2 separate regions of the Anas platyrhynchos genome follow, and region 1 is linked to region 2. The links are chromatin contacts, called in public Hi-C maps. All regions are on one chromosome and are shown on one strand. The core of a region is the stretch at or near the end of the contact, and the rest is flanking DNA. Distances in the headings are between cores, read along the strand shown. Region 1 overlaps UMAD1 (UBAP1-MVB12-associated (UMA) domain containing 1). Region 2 holds the start of MIOS (meiosis regulator for oocyte development).

Region 1 (5,205 bases), core at 1,216-3,715, 58 kb after region 2:
ATACAGCTAAACTAACTAGATATTTTATGTGAGGGGAATTTCTTTCTTCTTTTTTATCTTCTTTTTTTTCTTTTTTTTCAAATATAGATTTTACACTGGATATAATGCAGCCTTACAAGAAATTTTTCTTGGTACTACAGAAGAACATTCCATTACAGCCTAGGATATTGTATAAAAATATGAAGTCAGATATTACATAAAAATGTAACCTCTGGCTGCAAAATGTCTGGGGGCATCTTTCCATCTGGAATTCCCCTGTGCCTCCTACTGGAGAGTAGCATTTTCCCCAGAAAAAGGAATTGGAAGGTCATATCAGGTCATTGAATATCTCCCACCATGATACCATGGTTGAATGATTACAAAGCCCAGAAATAGACATCAAAATTTCAATGGGAATATAGGGGTTTGATTTAAAGAAACTTGAGTTAAACAAATACAAAATGTAAATAATGTTTGTTTGTTTGTTTTATTTTTCTGTTTGTTTGTTTTTAAATGAAAGGAAACTACTAGAATAACTGCAGTGAAATTTCTCACAGCTGGAATTTTTTATCTCAACCGTTGTGGTTGTGTTTCTGAAAAGCATCAGAAATATACGAAGTATACAGAAATAAACTTAAGAAAATCATAGTGCCTGGCTAATATAAGAGATCAAAAAGTGGATCACAACTCACATTTGTTCTTATAGTCATGAATCCATGTAATTGCTTGATCAAGCAGTTATTTGGCTGTATAGTTATTACGACAGTTCCAAACCAGATCATGACTGACAGAAGAACAAAATAGTATCATAAAATGCATTAGATGGGAGAAGGTAAGAGCTGTAAAGTAGAAGGAAATATATCCAGCTTTTACACTGGAGGATTTGTGATCTAGTCTTTTTATCACAGGCATTCTTATACCTCTGTAACTGTCATGACATAATAATATATATATATAATATATATATATATAAATAAGTCATATATTAGCTATTACAATACTGTGTTATATAGCCTAATGGGCAAGGCTTCAGAACCTGCAGTCAGTCTGGTTTAGGCAAGACACACACACAGACTCAGAATCTTCTTGCGTACTCCGCACGAGGGTTTTAGGCTGGATTGGAAATGTGCTGTTGAAATGAAGTAGTTCCAATTTACTGTGGTTTGGGTTATGAACCAAAAAGAGGTCAGAGCGAACGGTCTCATAGCACAAGAAATGGATTCTCTTCAGATGAAACTGAGCTAGATCATCAGAGCTGAGAGCATTCTTAATGCGCTTCTGCCACTAGTGGGTGATCAGCCCACAGGTCCAGGCTAGGAGCTGCCTGCGGTCACTGCAGATACATTGCTATTGGGCCTGTAGCACTGTTTGTTGGAGGGCATGTGCCATTAGAAGCTTCCTGTAGAGCAGAGATTTCGACTCCTCATAGCCAGTCATGGGGTAGATTGGGAATGTACCACATCTGTGGGATATGGAGAGGTGGCATCTCATTCTAGGAAGAATTGTATTATAAAAAAAAAAAAAAATCTGTAGAAATAACTGTCTTTGCAAATAACACAAATAACATAATTAGGGCAAACCATGCTCATATCAGATTTTGTTTAAAAAATCAAGCGTAGATCTGTGGGTTTGATTGTGTTGCAGTGTGACATTGCCATAAAATCTGGCTGCTGAGAGCACTGCTTATCTAGCGGTCTCTGTCAGAAATTAAAAAAAAAAAAAAAAAAAAAAAAAAAAACAGAGTTAAAAACACCTGATACAAAAACTTAATTTGTATTTTTAACTTTAAAATAGGCAAGTTTCTTTTTTTGTGATTGAACTAGATTGGTGTGTTAATGCTATAGGGTGAGAATGCGTACTGATTCTCTAAGTGGTGAGCAGCTGTTGCTTTTGCAATGTGGGACTGTTGTTCCAAAGCATTCATTATCTAGGTAAATAGTCACACCTGTGATGTAGTTCTGTGCATCCACACTAAACATGGTGGAGAGTACACTGGAGAAAAAGAAACAAAGAATATAAACAGCTTTTCTCCCTCCTTTCAATTTTGTATTCCTGCTTGCTTATATAAAGTTTGGAATCTTCAGTCTCTACAGAGCTTCCTGGTAGCAAAGGTGCTGCAAGGGAAAACAGTTCACCTGAATTGCAAAAATGCCCCTAGAACTTAGTTCATAAAGTACATAATCTTCCGTGTTTTTTTTTTTTTTTTTTATATTTGTTTGAATTTTAATAAAATATAAGTACACTGGCTATCCCTTATCCTTTCCACATTTAAAAACAACCAACCAACCAACCAACCAAACAAGTAAACATAAAATCCAGCAATCTCAGCATATAAAAAGAACATTTATTTGATAAAAGTGACTCATAAATTTACACGGTAGTTAATGTAAAATTCCTTTGACTGTCACTACATAAGAATGTTCCATTCAGCTGAATCAGAGTTCTGTTCTCCCCCCTTTCAGAAATGGCTCACATATGTGCACACTGCAAGATAGGAATTTTGTGTATCAGAGGTCAAATTCACATGAAAACACAATTGGAACATGTGGGATGCATTCAATCCTGGCAGCACCCTGTTTTCTCTAGCATTAAAACAGAGGCACATAATGTCAGAGGATTAAAAAAAGATATAAAAGCACTATTGCCAACTAGGGGGTGGGTTGCAGACATTCAAGAGCAAGAGCACATCACTAGAAATAAAGGTTCATTCTCAGTAATTGCACAACAGAAAGATTATTAAATTCACCAGCATAGCCCCTAGTGTATGAACGCTTGGGCTGGATCCATTTGCAATATAAATACCTTATGCAGCTTGGGGCCTGTCTATTTGAACTAAAATAGGGAAGGTGGAGATGCAGTTACTCTTTTCTTAGATGTTCTTATAAATACCCTTCTATCAACTAGTTCTCACTAAAGAGAGCACTGCAATGTCTCCTGCGTGTTTCAACACCAAATATACATGCCTCACAGTAAATGAGATGTATATGACGAGAAGCCAAAATTTATTTCCCAGGTGAGCATTAGCTCGTTAAATGAGTTTTCTTGATCCAGTGATAAGGAATAGGCATTGGAGTACCACACTTTCATTGTCTTGATGCAGCTCTTTCTTTCTTGTTTCAGTGGTGTTTTTCTAGTTCACTGCAGATGGTGACAAGCTTGTCTACAAGCACAGTGCAGAAAATAAATTAGAGCTCATCAAAGAGCAGTACTAATCCTTCTTGAAATGAATTCCCTGGAGGACAGCTTAGTGTCACATCTTAGAAAAAAGAACTGCTCCACTTCACAACTCATAAAGCAAAATAGAAGTATTTTTCCTAAGCCAAGAAATACAGAAACTTTGAGAATTACTATAAAGCTCTACAAAAGAGCTTTTCAGTGAGACATCTGGTATTAACTAAGCATGTGAAGCTAAAATTCAATCCTTCACCTGCAATGACCCTGTGTAAGAATGTGTTACCCATGGGAGGAAGAGAGACACAACTTCAAGTCCCTCATGTGCTCTTTTTGGTCAGGACTGATCCAAGAGCAAGTTGCAGGTACATTCAATACTGGAACACATGGAATTGTTTCTCTGCTGAGTAACTTCCCTTCACAGTGGCTTACAGGCTGCTTCACAATCGACAGCAGCCCAGAATCTCCAAAAAGCAATGCATACAGTAAAACCATATCTAAATAACCACCTCTTAGCTTTGGTACCTCTGGCGTGTTTCAGAGGCTTAGGCAGAGAAACCTTTGGCTGCTCTGTGCAACATCTGCTTAGGTTTGTTTGATGGTTTATGAGGACACTGAAGACTAATAGTTTTTCCCTTAATAACAGATGGAGCTAAATAAGAAGATGGCTGCATTTACCTAGACTCTGAGTATTTGCTAGTAATATGACAATCTGAAGCTAATGAAAATACTTTGCAGGAGGAACTGATAAACCAGGAAGGTTTTAATAGATGAGGAATATCTACCCTTCATCTCACTGCAGAAGGGCATTTCCCAGCACCGTGTGTCAGACTCTAGTGCTACAATCTTGAAGCGCTTAAGATTGTAATCTTTAAATGTTTACAGCTAGAATCTGCCACAAAATCAAAACAAAACAAAAAGTTCAAGGGCATTTCCAATGTCCTTTCTGTTTGTATTAGTAGGGAAGGTGTGATGTAAAAATCTCAGATCACAGTAAGAACACCTTTCATACGTGAGAAAAAAAAGTAGCCATCTTTTTTGCTTCCTTTTCCAAACCTGTCTAGACCAAACCAAACCAACCAACAAACTCTCCTCTCTGATCACATCTGAAGGAGAAATTTCCCCCTGACTATATCCGACAGTTGACTTATCCCACAGACTGTGAGCTTGACACATCAATTTAAAGCTAAGAGCATCCCTGTACCATGCCTGTGTCCTGACTCAAGCTGGCCAGTGTCCATTGTTTTGGAAGAAAAAGGGTTTGAAAATAAATTTTATTTTCAAGCCAAATGTTACATGAAGAAGGAAAGCATTATAAGCTAAATTTAAGCCTCAGCCTTTGGATTCAGGGTTCCCACCTCTCCAAATCCATCAAACCTGAGCATAGTTTAGGCTGTGATATATTTACATAAACAGTACAAGTCAGGACTTGGCATGGGAGCTTCATAACCACGTACAAAAACCGCAGATTGGAGTGATCTGTCACTAGAGGCTGAATCTCAGGCATTTCACCTAAAAAGCAGTCATTATAATGTGAAAGCTGCACAATTCTTCACTGAAAGTAAAAGAAGTCATTAAAAGATTCTGTACTTTTCTTTCGTTCCATTTTAACTAGTACAATATATTCTTTCTTTTCACCTACCACAAAGTCTCATCGGAGATCTGCATGATTCATGCTTGTGCCTCTCTTCTGGTTAGAATGCTCCCTCTGCAGGCACATCCATTATTAGAGCTTTTCCTACTGCAAAAACTAATAGAATGAAGGGTTTTATCAATAAAAATATTTATTTTGTCAAGAAATACCATCTCTTAGTGGCTCTGTTGTTAATATATTGGATGATCAATAGCTTATCAGAACATTTTTTCTTGCCAGCACATGCACAGATTTACGGACATTTACTGAACCTGGTTCAGAAATTTCTGCATCTATAACGTACTTTTTTTTTTTCTTTTCTTTTTGAACTGGTGAGCATTTTCTAGTGAAAATATGCTGCATGTGTGCCTATCGACTTGCACAGTTACAGACTGTGGAAAATAAAGCCTCCTCTGTGCCTC
Region 2 (5,075 bases), core at 291-2,790:
TAGCCAGATTTCGATGCATTCCAGCTAAAAGAAGCTTTTGATCCCGTGGCAGCCAACAAAGAGAGAGGCAAGCATCATTCTGCCCTAATTCATAGAGTGGCTTTGTTACTACCAGTCCCACTTCTGGATCACCTGTTGAAAGCCTCACTTTCTCTGTAGCAACCGCAGTCTCTGGAGCATATTTGCTACTGATATCCCAGATGAGCACTGAAAAGTCAGCCCGATGTTTATCTAATCCAGCAGCAAGCCAGTTACTATCCAGTGGGTTCCACGCCAGGGTATTGCATTGCCGTGCGTGCTTGGGAACAAACTCTTTGCCTATCAAATCTTTAGATTTTGAGTTGTGATCCTGGCCAAGGCTCGTAAGTACCACTCGACCATTGGCCTGTCCAACGGCAAGAAGACATTCGGGATCATACTTTGGATACCAAGCCACGCATTTCATATATGGTGTATCTGAGTTTATGGACAACAGCGTGGCTGTAGTTTCTTCTGAGAGCCGCAAGGACCCTGCCTTGAGTTCTGAACTTACGGCAGAGTCAATGTGGTACAGGCTCAGTTCCGAATCACACACAACAAAGCGGTCAACATGGTGCGGGGCCCAAAGAATATCAGGTTTAGAGCCACTCATGTTTAGGGTGAGTTTACAAGCAGTTTAAACTCTTGTAGGAAGATTCAGGTGATATCCATTCATATGGACACTGTTGAGAAAACAATTTGTAGGAACGTTATCAAACGCAAATTTGTCATCTGAGATCATCTTACAGCAAACACAAATATGGTTCCAAATTACTTTTAGCCTCAGGATTTACCATGGATATATTTCAGGCCCAAACCCTCAGCATTCTCCACGTTACACCCCTTTCCCTGTCGCACGCGTTGATTTTGATTACACTGACTGAGGCAAAAATCAACACAGCCAAGCAGACAGCAGGGCCTGCTGTGTTTACAAACTCCGCAGCAGTGCGATTTTGTTATTAGGGAAGGAAGGATTAAGCGAAACACGGTGTGTGGGTGTGCTGCCAGTAACGCGCCACTCCCTAAAACATGAAGAAAACATCGCTGCCTCATTGCAGCGCGCTGGCTGACAGAAACCAGCCTCCCTGCTTCGTCTCAAGCCTGACCCTGTTTGAAGAGCTGCGTAAATGACTTTATAAACCATAAACGGCTTAAAAGAGCTGTATAAATATTTGATTTCCCACTCCTAACCTTACCCTGCTGCTCCCACCACACCTCAGCCCTCCCGACCTCGGCTCTTTCCCCACCTTCACGACCCCACGGCTCTGCCACCGCGTCCCCGTGCCCTCCTTCCCAGCAAACACAGGCTTGCACCGCGCTGACTCCCACCGCCCGGCTCCCCCCGGCCTCCCCCTACGTCCCCTCCCCGCTGCGGGGGGCGCGGGGGCCCCGCTCCCGCCCCGGCCCCGCACCTCAGGCCCCGCTCCGGCCCCAGCGCAGCCGCGCGGCCCCTTCCGGCTGCGCGGGAAGGAAGCGGCGGGGCAGGGCCGCGGGCCCAGGGCGCTTCCGGGGGCCGGGCGGGATGGCGGAGCGCGGGGTGACGTCACGGCAGGCGGGGCAGGGCGGGCTGTGAGGGAGGCGGAGGGCGCTCGTCTGTGGCTTGAGGAAGTAATAAAAAGAGAGGTTTTCTGTCCAGGTAGCTCGCCTGGAGTTTGTTTTTCTCCGTGTTTCCCTCACGGACGTGCGGATTTCCTCACACCTGTGCAATGAGCCCATGCAAACAAGGGCAGGGAGCTGAATAATAAAGAAAGGGTGCCAGGAGGTTTTCTGGTGGGAAGCCTGAGGGGTGAGGGGGGGTTCCTAAATAAAATGGTAATTCTGTGTGGAGTCGTACGCCTTTCTTTAAAAGTGATTGTGATGTGTTAGTGCAACTAAAAAATGAAAAAAAAACCAAACACCTACATAGTGCAATTGAAAATGAGCACACCTGTTGCAAATGGCAGCACAGCCAAGAGGACTCTGAGGTTATTGCCTGCCAGGAAGGTTGTGGCAACCAAGGACTTCTCTCTTTGCAGACACAACTTTTTCCTTAGTCCTCCCTTGTAACCAGCTTTGTGTGACTTCATTTCCAGGAAAAACTCCTTTCCCCCCCGCCCTCCCCCTGTCAAGTATTTTGTCCCCACAAATTGCACACAGGCACAGACCACAAATACCATGGGAATTAGCCTGTTATGTAAATGGCAAGGGGGATTGTCCAAAGGGAGCTTGGCCTAAACGAAGAGATTGCAGGATCTTAGTTTTATATCACGATGTATGCTGCTCTTTAGTTTTGTAGGGGTTGTTATTTTGTACATCTCCAAGAAAAAAATAAATACGTCTTAAGTGAAGTATTTCAGTGCTGAACAAAGTCTTCCCTAAATACCAGATTTTTTGCATTACAAGAACATGTTAAAAATGAAATATATTTTTAAGATTATTAAGAATAATAGAAATCCTTAAAACTAACTTTAAAATTATATTAGTATTCTATGCAGATGAAAAAAATAATAATTGAAAAATCCTATTCAGATATGAAACTTACTAATGCTTTTAATAGGGTGAAAGAGCAGAATGTGGGTCGTTGGGGCTAAAAGGGGACAGAGTAAGTTGCACTTCTAAATTAAAACATTTGGATGGTATGAAGTATGTGGTGCTTCAGAATCTTTGAAGAGATTCTTCAGAAGAAAAAAGCCTGTATTTCAGAAGAAATTGCTATTACTAGGGCTATGGTCACAGCAGAAAACAGTGACTTCACTAAGATGAGATTTTATCCTTCAGTAATATTTGGGACCTTGCATCTCTTGAGTGAATGAAGTTAAAGACAGAAAGATGAAATTGTTGTAATTTATATTGACAGTCCCCAGAAAGGGATGGAAAAGTCTGGGTAAAATGTCTGATTTCAGGCTCCTCCAAGGACAGACTGTGGCTGTCACCTGCATGTCCAACCTTTTTGCATTTAGTCCCTCTAGCTTCTCTCTTTTCAAGTTCTTTTCCCCATTCCAGTCTAAGTGTTTTTTGGTAGAGCGCAAATTACCTTTTTCAAAGGCTTCCATTTGGGACAAAATTCAGTAGATTTGCATATGAGCTACAGCAAGTACATCATTCTTTTATCTTCTTTCTCCTCCTTAAGCCATATACTTTCCAAAGTATACTTTACTGCTCCAAAACATTAAGAGTGGAGATTTTATTTTTAAAATAATACTTTTAACTCAAGAAAAACACCTGTTTTTTGTTAGCTTTCATCTTGTAAATGACTGAATTGCTTTGGCTAAAATTTAGAAAGAAAGACATCTGGCACAAATAGTTTCAGTTTATGTCTTTAAAGTTGCATAAAACTATAAACAATGAAAAGCAGAGCCTTAAATAGAAAATATTGGGCAACCTTAATATAAATGAGTGTTACATGGCCTGCCAGTAATTATACATGTGTTCTGTACATACTCTCTAGATGTGTCCTTTGCTTCACTGTTTTCAAATGTGCTCTGTAAAGGGAATTACAAGTGGATATGGAGTCTAATCCAAGCTCTGTAGATGCCAAACAAGAGCCTTCTTTTGACTTTGTACACATTCATGCTCAGAGGAGAAACAGCTGAACGCTCATTATCTAGACACACAGGATAATTTTTAAATTGCCTACATTATACTAAGTACGAAATACTGAAAAATAAGTATTATCACTGCTCAGATCACATGAATCATAACCAAATCCTGTGTTTGGTAATCCTGGGTATTTTTCCTTTCATTCTAGATATTGTATCAAAGACAACATGAAAATGTTTGTAAATTCCTCGAGAACAGTCATTAAGCAAAGTATTTTAACAAAGAGCTTAAAGGCAAACTAGGTTTGTCGAAAGAAAAATGAGGGTGTGATATGGTAACGTTCTGAAGGCATAAGAAACTCTGCCTCCTGTGGGGTTTGTAACATCCCTTCAGGACTAAGGGAATTATAGAAAGAAAAAAAAAGTTGGAACTTCATTCAAGTGAGGAAGGAATTCATCTCATATGAAAAAGGCATAAAACACCTTAAACTTGTAAGAAGCTTTTAGGCGGCCAAAGTGTTTTGTGAGACAACAAGCAAGACATGTTCATAACGTTTTCTGAATGTAAAAAAAGCAGATAAGATAACCTTACAGGGAGAGAGGGGAGAATTATGGATTATTTTTTTTAATGCAACCTGTAAAACATTATTATGCAAGCACTTGCAATCTATAAAGTGTCAGAAACTATAATGAACTAATAAGGAGCTATAAATGGCTTCAAAAGATTTGGATTGTTATGAAGGAGGATGGTTCAGGATATTGGCATATTGTTTTAAAATTGTTTTTTCTTTTTCTTTTTTTTTTTTTAACTAATCTTTAAGAATTAATACTGAATGCATTTTATTTTCAATTTATTTTTTGAAATCTGAAAATCCAACATTATGATTAGTAATTACTAATAGCTGTTAATAAATGAATATATTTCATTTCTTTCTTTTCTTTATACATAAAAACTGGAAGGTCTGTTTGGCTGTTAAGGACCTCAGGGACCTCAAGTAAGTGAAAAGTAAGGTACAGAAATACTCCTACAGTTTTCTGAGAGTTCATTTTGTGTTTCATACACATTCTATTTTTGTTGCTACATGGTACACCTTTGGGGACAGAAATAGTGCATTCTGGTAATTCCAAGAATTTGCTTCACATCTGGCACAGGTCACAGAACTGTTTTGGCACAGTCGGCAGCTCAGTTGGACTCTCCATATGTGCTGTGATACATTTTTCATTTTACTGAGGACCTGCCAATTCATTTCCCCTGCTGCTAGAATTTCTGGCTAGCTTCTCAAGTAGCCGAAGTGGCAGCTTCCATAGTGTCCCAAGACGACTGACAAAGTACTCCTTCAACAGCTGAAGAGACTGAAACCATTCAAATGGGCTGAAAACTGCTTGTTAAATAATTCTGTGCTGAATAAAAAATAAATAATAAAATAATAAAAAAAAAATCCCTTCCCATCAAAATGAAGAGAACCCTTGGCAGCAATTGCCCAACACACTTTTTTTTTTTTTTTTTTTTTTTTTTTTTTTTTTTTTTATTAGCTACTG

The links. Hi-C and Micro-C count contacts between places; a contact is called where the count stands out from the background.
Region 1: a Hi-C map of liver shows a contact between it and region 2, with 3 times the contacts expected there. The contact joins the enhancer-like site here to the promoter of MIOS in region 2. A contact is called at or near these places in 2 of 8 Hi-C or Micro-C datasets (F1 follicle and liver).

What each region holds. Positions count from the first base shown.
Region 1 is chr2:132,984,871-132,990,075 of IASCAAS_PekinDuck_T2T, forward strand. All of the region lies in intron 1 of UMAD1 (UBAP1-MVB12-associated (UMA) domain containing 1), which reads right to left. All of the region lies in intron 25 of COL28A1 (collagen type XXVIII alpha 1 chain), which reads left to right. LOC119716030 (a long non-coding RNA gene) reads right to left here. Exons shown (of 3, transcript XR_005263652.2): 2 at 4,793-4,900; 3 at 2,374-3,139. Among named protein-coding and RNA genes, the nearest start is that of UMAD1, 44 kb to the right of the region's middle. Within about 2 kb of position 2,466, at least 2 of the 8 cell types and tissues checked have an H3K27ac peak or open chromatin away from gene starts, as enhancers often do.
Region 2 is chr2:132,927,542-132,932,616 of IASCAAS_PekinDuck_T2T, forward strand. MIOS (meiosis regulator for oocyte development) reads right to left here and starts at 1,541. Exons shown (of 11, transcript XM_027450844.3): 1 at 1,431-1,541; 2 at 1-701. The coding sequence starts at 631. All of the region lies in intron 1 of UMAD1 (UBAP1-MVB12-associated (UMA) domain containing 1), which reads right to left.